2 separate regions of the Sus scrofa genome follow, and region 2 is linked to region 1. Evidence: chromatin contacts called from public Hi-C data. All regions are on one chromosome and are shown on one strand. The core of a region is the stretch at or near the end of the contact, and the rest is flanking DNA. Distances in the headings are between cores, read along the strand shown.

Region 1 (5,231 bases), core at 2,018-4,517:
TATGGCAGGACTGTTGAGACTCACCTTTGGGGAGAAGTCAGTGTGACTCATGGCACAGCTGCCTCCAGCCCTGAGGATGCTGCTCTGTGGACACCCTGCATCCTGGGCTGCATCCCCACCACCTCCCTCTGAGCCTCCCAGGGTCAGCTGTCTGGATTCATCTCAACCACTCAGGGGAGCCTGGGCTGACGGCCCCTTCCCTGAGCTCCTCACTATCCGTTCTGGTATGTTTCCCTGTGTTAAGCTTACTTGTCATCTTTCTCTCCCAGATCCCACCAAACAATCCCTGCATTGTTCACCTTCTCATTTGGGACTCTCGGGCCCCCAGAAGTACTAACTCCGGGGTTCCCAGGATAACCCTCCCCAGGTTCTTTCCTCCACTGCCACTGACATAATTTCTCTGGTCTCTCTGGTGTTTGCAGCTCTTTCCCATTTGGTTTCATCAGTGTCTCAATGACCTGTTATTTACCCTTTCTTCTGGGTCATTAGTAAACATAATCAAAAAAATGCTCCTCCGCCATCCGGCTGTCCCTGTGCTAAGCAGGGCCCTAGGGAAGGCCACCCATGTCCCCTGGACCCACCCAACAGCCCTCATCCTAAAACAGCGCCTCGGAAATGGCAGTCGGGCGGCGGGGTGGGCTTTCCTTCCCAGGCTGAGATTTCATATCCCCATGATCCATTTAGTGTCTGGACACCTGGTTGCTATGGAGATGGTTGTCATAAAAGCACACTGATCTGTGGAGAGATATAAAACCGAGCCTGCGGTACACGATCATCGGGCGCATCAGTTCAGAGAAATGGCGGGCTGCTTATCACTCCTCTTTGTTGACACAGGGCCTCTTCCTTTCAAACGCATCCTGGGTGACCTTCTCAGAACGAGGCCAACGCCAATCCATTTCGGTTAATATTTCGTAAGGGACAATCAAGGGCTTCACCAAATGCCAGATGCCCCGGTCTTCCTGTCCCAAGCTGAGTCAGCCCAGAGGAAGAGGACGTTCTTCTCTGGCACAGCTTGTTCTTTGCTGACTGTCATCGATCCACCAGCACAAGAGAGCAGGCAGAGTGAAAACACTGTCCCCAAGGACGCTTCAGATCAGGTGGCTGGGATGAGTAACAGGTGTGAGCAGGGGAGACCTTGCATGCACTGCCCAGTCTGGAGACGCAGAAACTGGAGGGACCCCCAGAGACCGATCCAGGAGGTAACCCTGTGTCTGTCACCTGCCAGCTTTGGACAGAGTGATTCAGCAAGACACACACACAAGGTGTGTAGGGCCGTCCGCTAACCACCATCACCTCCTTCATTTGACTTCTCAAAGCACACTTTTGTTGTTCACTAGCTTAAGGTTAATTTCTCCCTTGGTCTGGTCTATGTGCAGAAACCACTAAGGCATTTCCCTCCTCTTGCTTGGCTGTGCAGCTCTGGCAGGTGCAATTCACAAAGCATAGCTAGAGTCCACCTGAGATTTGCTTGGAATGGGGACTGAAAGAATGAGCTGGTGTCCTGATTTTTAGCTCTGCCACCTGGGAGCAGGAAAGGGGCTGGAAAAACCAGCTCTGGCGGTGGCCGAGTCGTGGATGCAGACCAAGGTCCGCTTCCAGGCTGGCTCCCTGCGCTGGTGGCTTCCAGTAGTGAACCCATCTGTATTCGCACCTGAGACCCAGCTTACCTCTGTGCGCTTTCTTCTTTTGGAAGATGTCTGAATTCTGGAAAATGGGTCATAACTCAGTCGTTGACTCAGTCTTGGATCTTTCAACCATTCCCTTGATTACCCAATGCCTCAGTTTCCTTTTTTTTGGGGGGGAGGGCAGGTTCTATTTAATACTAAACAGCATTTTTAAACTCCTTTTGCTTTAGTTAAGCCTCTCATATTGTTACTGAGAGAGGAGGTAAGGATAAGACCCAGACTAATATGTGTGACTCTGAGAACAGCAAATGCATTTATCATGCATCACAGCAACGTGAGATGCAATGTCGTGTTAAGACACCTGTGTTTAGTACCCCCTTTGCACAGGATGGCATTAAAAATAATTGCCTCTAGAAAACAATCTCACAGTTACTAAAGGGGAAAGGATGGGGGAAGGGTTACATTAGGAGTTTAGGATTAACAGATACACACCACTATATATAAAATAGATAACCAACAAAGATTTACAATATAGCATAGGGCATTATATCTTGTAATAACCTATAATGGAAAATCATCTGAAAAAGATATATATAGAAAGATATATCTATATAAATATAAAAGATATGTGTAAAAAAATATATATATATATAGGAATCACTTTGCTGCACTCCAGAAACTAACATAACATTGTAAATCAACTACACTTCAACTAAAAAAATAATAGTAATTGCCTCATAGTGTCGCAAATTCTTGAGCCTGTTCCACTAAATACCCTGGGATGCATGTGTTATTTCAGCCTCTCATTTGCATATCTTCAATTTCTCTAAATACTCCTTTAACCCCTCCTTATCAATAGTTTATTGACAACATCTTCATTATTTCCCAATTGTCCTTAGCCCTTATCTTCATGTTCCTGGTTTAAGATACTTTTTAAAGAGCCATCTAGAAGCTCAGCTAATGTGGAACCGTCTGTCTAGCTTTCAACCCTCTCCTCATTCATGAAATGGCCCTATTTTTTCTTTTTCCACACTCCTCCCCTTGAACAAAAAAAGAAAAGAAAAAAAAAAGCAAATGTGTTTAAAAAAACATGTCCTCTTCCCCTTACTTCCTTTAGCTGTTCTGCCTGGTGTTTTTTTTTGTTTGTTTGTTTGTTTTGTTTTTTTCTCTTTCTTTCTTTCTCCTGCCCTGTGTTTTTCCTGAAAACTTTAACTTAATCCTGGTGATCTTCCTCATTTTCCTCGCCCTCTGTCTCCATTTCTTGAACACGCTAAAGAAGGAGTTGCTCTTTTGATTTTTTTTTTTTCTCTCCTGGCTCAGCTGAGAGCACATGGAGCTCTCTTTTTTTTTTTTTTTTTCCCCCGCTTTTGCTATGTTTCGTCCTGTTTTTGTGGGGCCTGCAGTCTTGGCCCTGCAATTATGGCCTCTTTCATGTTATCTTTCTCCCAAGGCAACAGCTCACATCCTGGCAAAGCAGACAATGGCAGTGTGTGTCTTTACTTAGCTTTTATACCTTTTGTTTCAGAATGCAGGATTTCCTTATGGTTTGTTTGGGCTTTTCAAAAAGCCTATTTACTGATCCAGAGAGGTGCCAGACTCACGCCCTGAGGAATACAGGCCAAGTTTATATGTGCCTGAAAATACGCCATCATGCCCAGGCCCATTTGATGTTTGGGGCCAACTTAGAGGCTGATTTGATTGCAGTGTGTTCTGTCCTGCTGTTTGCCAAAAAAAAAAAAGAAAAAAAAAAAAAAAGTGGCTGTTAAAACAGGCCAAATCCTTAGCTCTTGTGTAGAAAGAACAGGGCTAGAAATCAGACCAGGATAATGGCTGAATGGAGAAGAATGATGATTACATTTTAAATTATGATGTTTATATATTGGTAGGCAACTCTAATCATTCATTTGTTTAAATTAAGCTCCTTTGCCTTCATTCAAAGTTGGGATTATAAAAAATCACCCAACTCTTTTTTTTTTTTTTTTTTTTTTTGCTTTTTAGGGCCGCACCTGCAGCATACGGACATTCCCAGACTAGGGGTCAAATCAGAGCTGCAGCTGCCAGTCTACCCCACAGCCACAGCAAAAGGGGATCTGAGCCACATCTTCCACCTACACTGAAGCTGATGGCTCACCAACCCACTGAGCGAAGCCAGGGATTGAACCTGCATCCTCATGGATACTAGTTGGATTCGTTTCCACTGAGCCACAACGGGAACTCCCTCATCCACCTATATTTAAAGTTCACATTCCTCTTTTTTTTTTTTTACCGAGGCCCTGTCTTTCTACGAAATTTTCAATATAATCCAATAGTTTCAAAAAACCCTTAAATCGAGACGTGAGGTCTTTCTAAAAGAGAGACGATAGGGTCTTTGTGATGGAACTCCAAGCAGGACCCTGCAACATGAGTATATCATAGGGTTGCTTAATTACCTCTCATCAGTGTAGGCTGACATGTTTACTGTCCTTGAGGCCAACAGGACATTTTGCCCAAGGATGCACTAGGGGAGATTCGTGGAAAAGACACACACACAAGCGCCCCTCACAACAAAGGGCAGGCTTGTTCTACTGCCTTCATCACAGAGCCATGGGAGGATGAAATGTTAATGAAGTCTCCTGGGTGTGGAGCCAGCCTTTGGTCTAAGAGCATTTAAGGAGCCTGAATCTTGGTGACCCAAGAAGACATAAAAGGCTCAATTCTAGGAAATTTTCCAAGAAGCCTGTCTCTGTGTTCTAGATTCATCCTTGATTCCTACTCCTGTAAGTAAAGACAGTGTGACCAAAAGTTTCTCCTAAACCTTCTCCTAAAACATCACATCCTCTGCCTGAAGTGACCCTCTCTGCTATCCCACTAGCCTTCATTCCCATTGTTCAAGGTTTGAATCAAATGCCACCTTCTCAGGCAGACCTTCCTCAAGCTTCACTTAAAAGGTATTTGATTTTTTTTTCTAGGTACCCAAAGTACAATGCTCCTCTCCTAAAGCGTTGTCCCCTGTGTTGGGGGTTAAGGTTAGGGTTAAGGTTAGGGTTATACTAACTATAACTGCAGACACATTATAACTGTGGACACACTAAATGGCTGTAAGGGAGTTCCCGTACTGGCTCAGTGGAATCTGACTAGCATCCATGAGGACACAGGTTCAATCCCTGGCTTCACTCAGAATCTGGCATTGCCATGAGCTGTGGTGTAGGTTGCAGACACAGCTTGGATCTGGCGTTGCTGTTGCTGTGGCTGTGGTGTAGGCCAGCAGCTGTAACTCCGATTCGAACCCTAGCCTAAGAACCTCCATATGCCATGGGCATGGGCCCTAAAAAGATGAGAAAAAAAATGGCCATAAGCTCCTTGAGAACAGGTTTGTGTTTTTTCCCTCCTAATCCTGTGCTCCATCCGCCTCTGTCCAGAATGTATGACTTTGCATTTTGATATGTCTGCTCATATGTCTCTCTGGAACCACAGATGGAATGCTCTTTGGGCATGTGGACTTTGTCTTATTTATCTTGATATCCCCGTGGCTGAACAGATTGTCACACTGAAGGTGCCTTAAAGCCCACGGTATGATTGAAGCAGTCCGCCCCGCAGACAGGAGCGCCCCATAGTCCACACAGCTTT
Region 2 (5,857 bases), core at 1,260-3,759, 160 kb after region 1:
ATACCGCAGTTGAATCTTCTGCTTAGCCTTGGCCTGGCTGAAAGGAGACTTTGGGCAGTGGGGTTGTGGGTAAGGGGGAAGGAAGAGTGGGCGGGCATGGAAGATCATGGGGGGGGTTACATCAGTTGAGTTGACACTGACCTCATCAGCAGGCATTCTAAGCTTCCTCTGGTCCCTCCCTTGTAAGTAGTGCTCAGCAGGAACATTCTTGACCAATGAACATGCCACAGAAGCTCATTTAAGGGGGCCATCTGATCTGGTGTCACAGATAATAATAGACCGGGCTGCTTCACTGACATTGGGCAAGCAACTTAGCCTCTCCATTTCTTACTTTCTCTACCTGTAAATAAATTATCACACTGGGAGGTGAAGGATAATTGAGATCAAACTTCTGAAGGATTTTTAACTCCTGAGAATTCATCAGTTTTAAACATTGAGGGGCCTTTGGATCCTTTTGAGCATTCAATGAAAGGTGAGAACCTACCTCCCAGAAAAATAGGTATATACCTACCAACTTTTCATATAAGTTCATACGGTCTATAGACTCCCCAAAGCTTAAACATCCCTTAGGGTGGGGGGAAAAAAAACAAACCCACTACCTTAGAAGGAAAGTGTTACAAACATGTAAGAGATGAATAATGTGTCATTTTTATCACCTCACTGACAGCTTTATGGACTTCATTTATTCATGCATCCAATGTGCTATGTCATCGTCATTATCCCTTCTCGTTATTATTAAAAGTAATTCTGCTTACTGCAAGTTTTTCAAAGCCCGTGAGTCTGTTTCTGTTCTGCAAATAAGTTCATTGGTATCCTTCCTTAAGGTTCCACCTATAAACAATATCATATGATGTTTGTCTTGCATGGTCTGACTAACTTCACTTAGCATGATAATCTCTAGGTTCAGCCTTGTTGCTGAAATGCATTACTTCATTCTTTCTATGGCTGAGGAAGATCCCAGTGCATATATGCACCACATCTTCTTTATCCATTCCTCTGTCACTGGACATTTAGGTTGCTTCCATGTCTTGGCGATTGTGGCTAGTGCTGCAACGAACAGTGGTTATCAAAGCAGACAGGGGAGGGGAGGAAGGGGTGGACTGGGGATTTGGGATTGGCATAGGCACCCTGTGGTATATGGAATGATTGGCCAACGAGGACCTGCTGTATAGCACAGAGAACTCTAACCAATACACTGTGATCGTCTATGTGGGGAAAGTATCTGAAAGAGAATGGAGGGGTGTACATGTATCACTGAATCACTTTGCTGTACAGCAGAAATGATCACAAACTTGTAAATCCACTCTACTTCAACAAAGCTTTAAAATAAACTCAAACAAAAAATAACGCCACTATCTCCACTGGTGTTCATCCTTCCCTCTCACTCCCAACCCAATTTTATGATCGTTATTATTTATACTCTGAAAATCTGGGAATCAAAAATGCTTTTGTTGTTGGTCTGCTCTGAAAGACGACAGAGTTCCCTTCCCTCGGAGTATAACCTAGTAAAGAAAGAGAATATGCATAATTGAAGTGAGTTTTTAAAATGGGTTCTTCTTTATCACTCTTGGACAGTTAAAATTGCCATGCTTGAGGAAGAAAATGCAAAGTGGCCCCACAGCGCATTACGGAGGACACTTGACATACGCATTCAATCCAAGCCTGATGAAAATTTGCATAATTCTTCTTCTCCTTATTTATTCTAAAATAATTGAAAAGCAGTGGTCTTGAAGACAGAAATTTTTGAAAAGCAATATTTCACGCATAGGTTTAAAAGGAATCAGCCCATTTGTTCAATAATGAAAAAAATCATTATTTTCACATTCCCACCTAATGTCTTCTGTTTTCTTCCATCCTCATTTAGCTCAACTGGGAATTAGGCACATCTTAGTTATGCTAAAAAAACACACAAAAAACTAATATCATGAAATAGTAGTATCTTTCATCAACAATAGGACTTACTCTACAGAAAAGACCCTGACTATGTCAGGTGTGGCTTAGATTTGTTTTTTGTTTGTTTGTTTGGGGCTGCACTTGCAGCACATGGAGGTCCCCAGGCCAGGGGTCTAATCTGAGCTGTAGCTGCCGGCCTACACCACAGCCACAGCAACCCCAGATCGGAGCCGCATCTGCAACCTACACCACAGCTCATGGCAATGCCGGATCCTTAACCCACTGAGCGAGGCCAGGGATCGAACATGTGTCCTCATGGATGCTAGTCAGATTCGGTTCCACCGAGCCACAACAGGAACTGCCAGATTTGTATTGGACCTTCATTTCTTTTCCTTCCCCATTTTTGGCACAATGTATAGGTTTGAGCACACTGGAATCCGGAGTTCTCTTTCTGTGTATACGTATTTTTTCCTTTACTATCTTCTATAAAAGGAGCCTGCTATTGATTGCAGCTGACTGTGCCGCTTGAGTTGATATCCAAGCGACGCTAACCCAGATAGGGATTAGCATGACATCAGCCGTCAGGCGAGGGAGCCTGGCGGAGCGCCAGCCTGTAAAAACGGAACACGTTTGCGTCACCGTTCCCTTGGTAATGCTTCTTGGAGCCTTGTCAGCTGTCCCCTGAGGTTGTTTCCTTAATATGTCAACAGACATTCCTGAATCTTTAATGCTGAATAGCTCTTTTCCTTTTCCAAAAACACTTAGGTGACCAAGCAGCTGGGACATTCTGTTGGCGTGATCTTTTAAAATGCAATTTCTTTCATGAAATAGGTGTTTTGTTCGAAACATTCTAGGGGATTTAAAGAGGTTTCGATTTCTGCTTCTCGGTGTTAGAAGACCTGTTTTTTGAACAAACGGGGCAGCTGGTTTCAGGCTGGGCGCTGCTTCTCTGCTTTTATCTTCTTTGGGAAAAGCCCTGATTCCCTCTGCAGCTTCTCCAAACCATCCAATTATCCTGTTCCAGTGTGACATTTCACAGGGCACAGTGGCTGGTTGAAAGACCCGGCTGGAATTTGCCCCCATGTATGATTCGCCCTCTGACCTTGCTCTGAGAAAGTCTGCGGGTGAGACGGAAGAACACGTGGGCAGTGACCTTGAGTGTTGTTCCCTCCTTACCCCCAGCCACAGATAAGAAAGATTTGTCACCCGTTACCCACGTGATAGCTATTTCCTCATTTTCCCGAGGTCTTTATTTGCTGTTCTGGTAACTTGATCTCCACTTTCATCTTGAAATCTTTTACTTTGAAGAGTCCCATAGCCAAAGCTAACATCCCTTCCTTCTCTTTCCGAAAGTAAACATAGCTCCTTGAAGTTGAGTGACTTCCCACTGCACAATAACCTTCCAGACTGTTGTGCAGTTGCTATAGCAGTTAATCTCCGTCAATAGTTCGAACATCGTAAATTTGGAGAGAAGTCATTTGGTGTGGGGTTGGGGGGTAGGGTGGGAGGTAGGTTATGAAATTAAATTAATCGCAAGTGACTTTGAGGGAGGATTTGGGGGGGAAGCCACTTCTGCCTGCCTGAGCATCAGACCCAATGCAGAGGGGCGCCTTTCACCACCAGCTGGTGGGGGGTCGCGGGTTTTTTCCGGCGGAAATACGCCAAGAGCACTGAGAGTCTGCTGCCCCGGGCTCTGCCTCTGGGCGGGGGCTGCTAAGAGCTCTGCTTCCTCCTCTGCCAGCTGACGGAACAATCCCCCTTCTGTCCTGCCGTTCCTGTTCCCTTGGTGTCCGGCCTCCTGGGAGCCCCGCCATCATCCCCACTGAAGAAGGTCCCCGCTGGTTCACCGGAGGAGAAGGGAATTGGGGCTGCCCAGAAGGGGAGAGGTGTAGAATCCCTGGGTTTTAGAACTGAAAAGAATTTTTAGAGACTTAGTGAAACCCAAGATCATCATTTGTTTTAAGAATGAGAAATCCGAGGCCCAGAGAAGCTGAATGAGTTTGCTGGTGTGGCCAAGTTGGTGTCAGGCCTAGGAGGAGAATAGGTCTCTCTCCCTGGCCTGAGCCTATCTCAGCATAGCTGCCTGCTCTCCTTCAGGGGAAGGGCCAGGTGGGGCAGAAGCTGGTCTTCTTTGTGCGGTCAGTGCGCTTTCCAGTGGAGTGTGATGCTCGAGGACCACTGAGACTGTGGGCAGCCTGGTTCTGAGCATAAGGATGAAGTTCAACTCAGGAGAGGAGGGGGAGGGGCACCTGGACACATCTCACTTCTCCTGGCTTTGCTGGGTGCCCACAGGAGAGCCTGTCTGCCCTCCACCTGGACTGGCCCGGCACGCAAGACCCAGACTGCACTTATCCCCTGGCAGGACTGGAGAGGCAGCACAGGAAGCCCAGCGGTCACTGCGGGGCCAAAGGCAGAGAACCTGAACAGCTCTGGGGCAGCCTTGAACTAGACTCTTGCTCCTTTAGCCTTGGGAACCAAGAGGGAAAATAACATAGACACGTATAAGGAAGTGGAAAGGAGCCTGTTAACCTGCACGCAGGCTTTTACATCCAGAATAAGTTTTCCTCATCCTTCACCTCTTCCCTCCCTGCAAGCTCTGTATATCAGCTGACGGCTGAGATGGTGCAAAGCTGGCTGAGTTTAGCAACTCTGGTTCCAAGCCAGGACGTTAGGTTCCAGCCTCCTGCAATCCAGGCTCTGCCACTCGAGAGCTATGTGATCCTGGGCAGGACTTTACCCTCTTTAAGCCTCAGTTTCCTCATCTGGAAAATGGACATCATACCCGTTAGTTTAAGGAATATCGTAAGGATTAAATAAGAGGAAGTCTGCAGGCTATTTGGCCAAGTGCCTGACATGAAAGCACTCGGAGACACCTCAGTCACTGTTGTTATCATCACTCAGAGAACTTCCGGCAAAATTTCAGGAGACAGTCGATGAGCACAAAGCTTTCCGGGTATCAGGTGGGAATGCATCGGTCATCACGGTCCAGGCTTGCGGGACAGGAAGGGCAGCTGCAGACAAGGGGAAGGGCTGGTGGAAACAGCACGACTTCCCTCCACTTTCCTGGGGCTGCGTGTCAACAGAAATCCCATGCAAAGGGCGAAGCCAGCCTGTCCTATCTGGCTTTTGCTTTCAAGGGCCTACGGCCCTAGTGGGGGAAGGGTGGGGGGTTCCCAGCCCCAAGTCAGTCCAGTCATGGACACAGCTGCAAGGAAAGGAAAAGAAGCAGGAAAGTCAGAAGGGTGAGCATCTGCCGCCCGCTGCAGCGTGGAGAGGGTGTGACTGATCTCCGAGGAGCAGAGGAGGTCAGGTTTTACCCCATCTCCTCATTCTAGATGAAAACACTTTCTTAGGCAGGCTGAAGACTTGTCTCAGATTGAAGAGTGAATAACCCTTGAGAGGCCTAGACTTGCCTCTCCACCCTCCAAGGGTCCCTCCCTCACTGCACGTGCAAGCACACACACACACACACACACACACACACACACACACACACACACATGTGCACACAGTGTGTACACAGCAATGGGCAAGATGTAGGGCCAGAGGTGCGGCAATTGCCCTGGCAGTGGCAGGTCTATGCTTTGCTGGCCCTGGGGGTGGGGGGTGTCTTCAGTGTCCCGAGAGGTGACTGCAGAGGTGAGGTCTGGCCCTCTCTGCACCAAGGATCAGATAAACTGGCCCTTGACCCCGAACTTTCATTTTCCCCAGAGGGACCTGGGCTGAGACCGGACACAGGAAAAACTGGAATGTCCCCTTTTTTGTTCCCCAACATGTCTCTGGCTGTCATGATGACAAGGGAGAGGGGACTGGTTTGGGAATCCGTCTTTCTCTCTCCAGCATGGGAATGAGTCATTTGGCAGACAGCTTCACGCGGAAATTACAAACCTCTCATGTCACCTATGGAAACCCCAGTCTTCAGAAACCACAGCGAGGTTTCTGTTTGTTTTCGTTCTGTTTTTGT

What was found. Hi-C and Micro-C count contacts between places; a contact is called where the count stands out from the background.
Region 2: a contact with region 1 is called in a Hi-C map of omental adipose tissue, with 2.0 times the contacts expected there. The contact joins two enhancer-like sites. A contact is called at or near these places in 1 of 5 promoter capture datasets (liver), 15 of 47 Hi-C or Micro-C datasets (adipose tissue, alveolar macrophages, embryonic fibroblasts and 9 more) and 2 of 2 datasets of contacts at active chromatin or transcription factors (alveolar macrophages and skeletal muscle).

What each region holds. Positions count from the first base shown.
Region 1 is chr14:56,456,359-56,461,589 of Sscrofa11.1, forward strand. LOC102158473 (a long non-coding RNA gene) reads right to left here. Exons shown (of 7, transcript XR_002338950.1): 7 at 4,867-5,231. Among named protein-coding and RNA genes, the nearest start is that of IRF2BP2, 87 kb to the right of the region's middle. Within about 2 kb of position 3,268, at least 28 of the 83 cell types and tissues checked have an H3K27ac peak or open chromatin away from gene starts, as enhancers often do. A contact at or near this core is called in adipose tissue, liver, mesenteric adipose tissue and 4 more, where this site is marked.
Region 2 is chr14:56,620,997-56,626,853 of Sscrofa11.1, forward strand. No RefSeq gene overlaps it. Among named protein-coding and RNA genes, the nearest start is that of TARBP1, 46 kb to the right of the region's middle. Within about 2 kb of position 2,510, at least 70 of the 83 cell types and tissues checked have an H3K27ac peak or open chromatin away from gene starts, as enhancers often do. A contact at or near this core is called in adipose tissue, liver, mesenteric adipose tissue and 4 more, where this site is marked.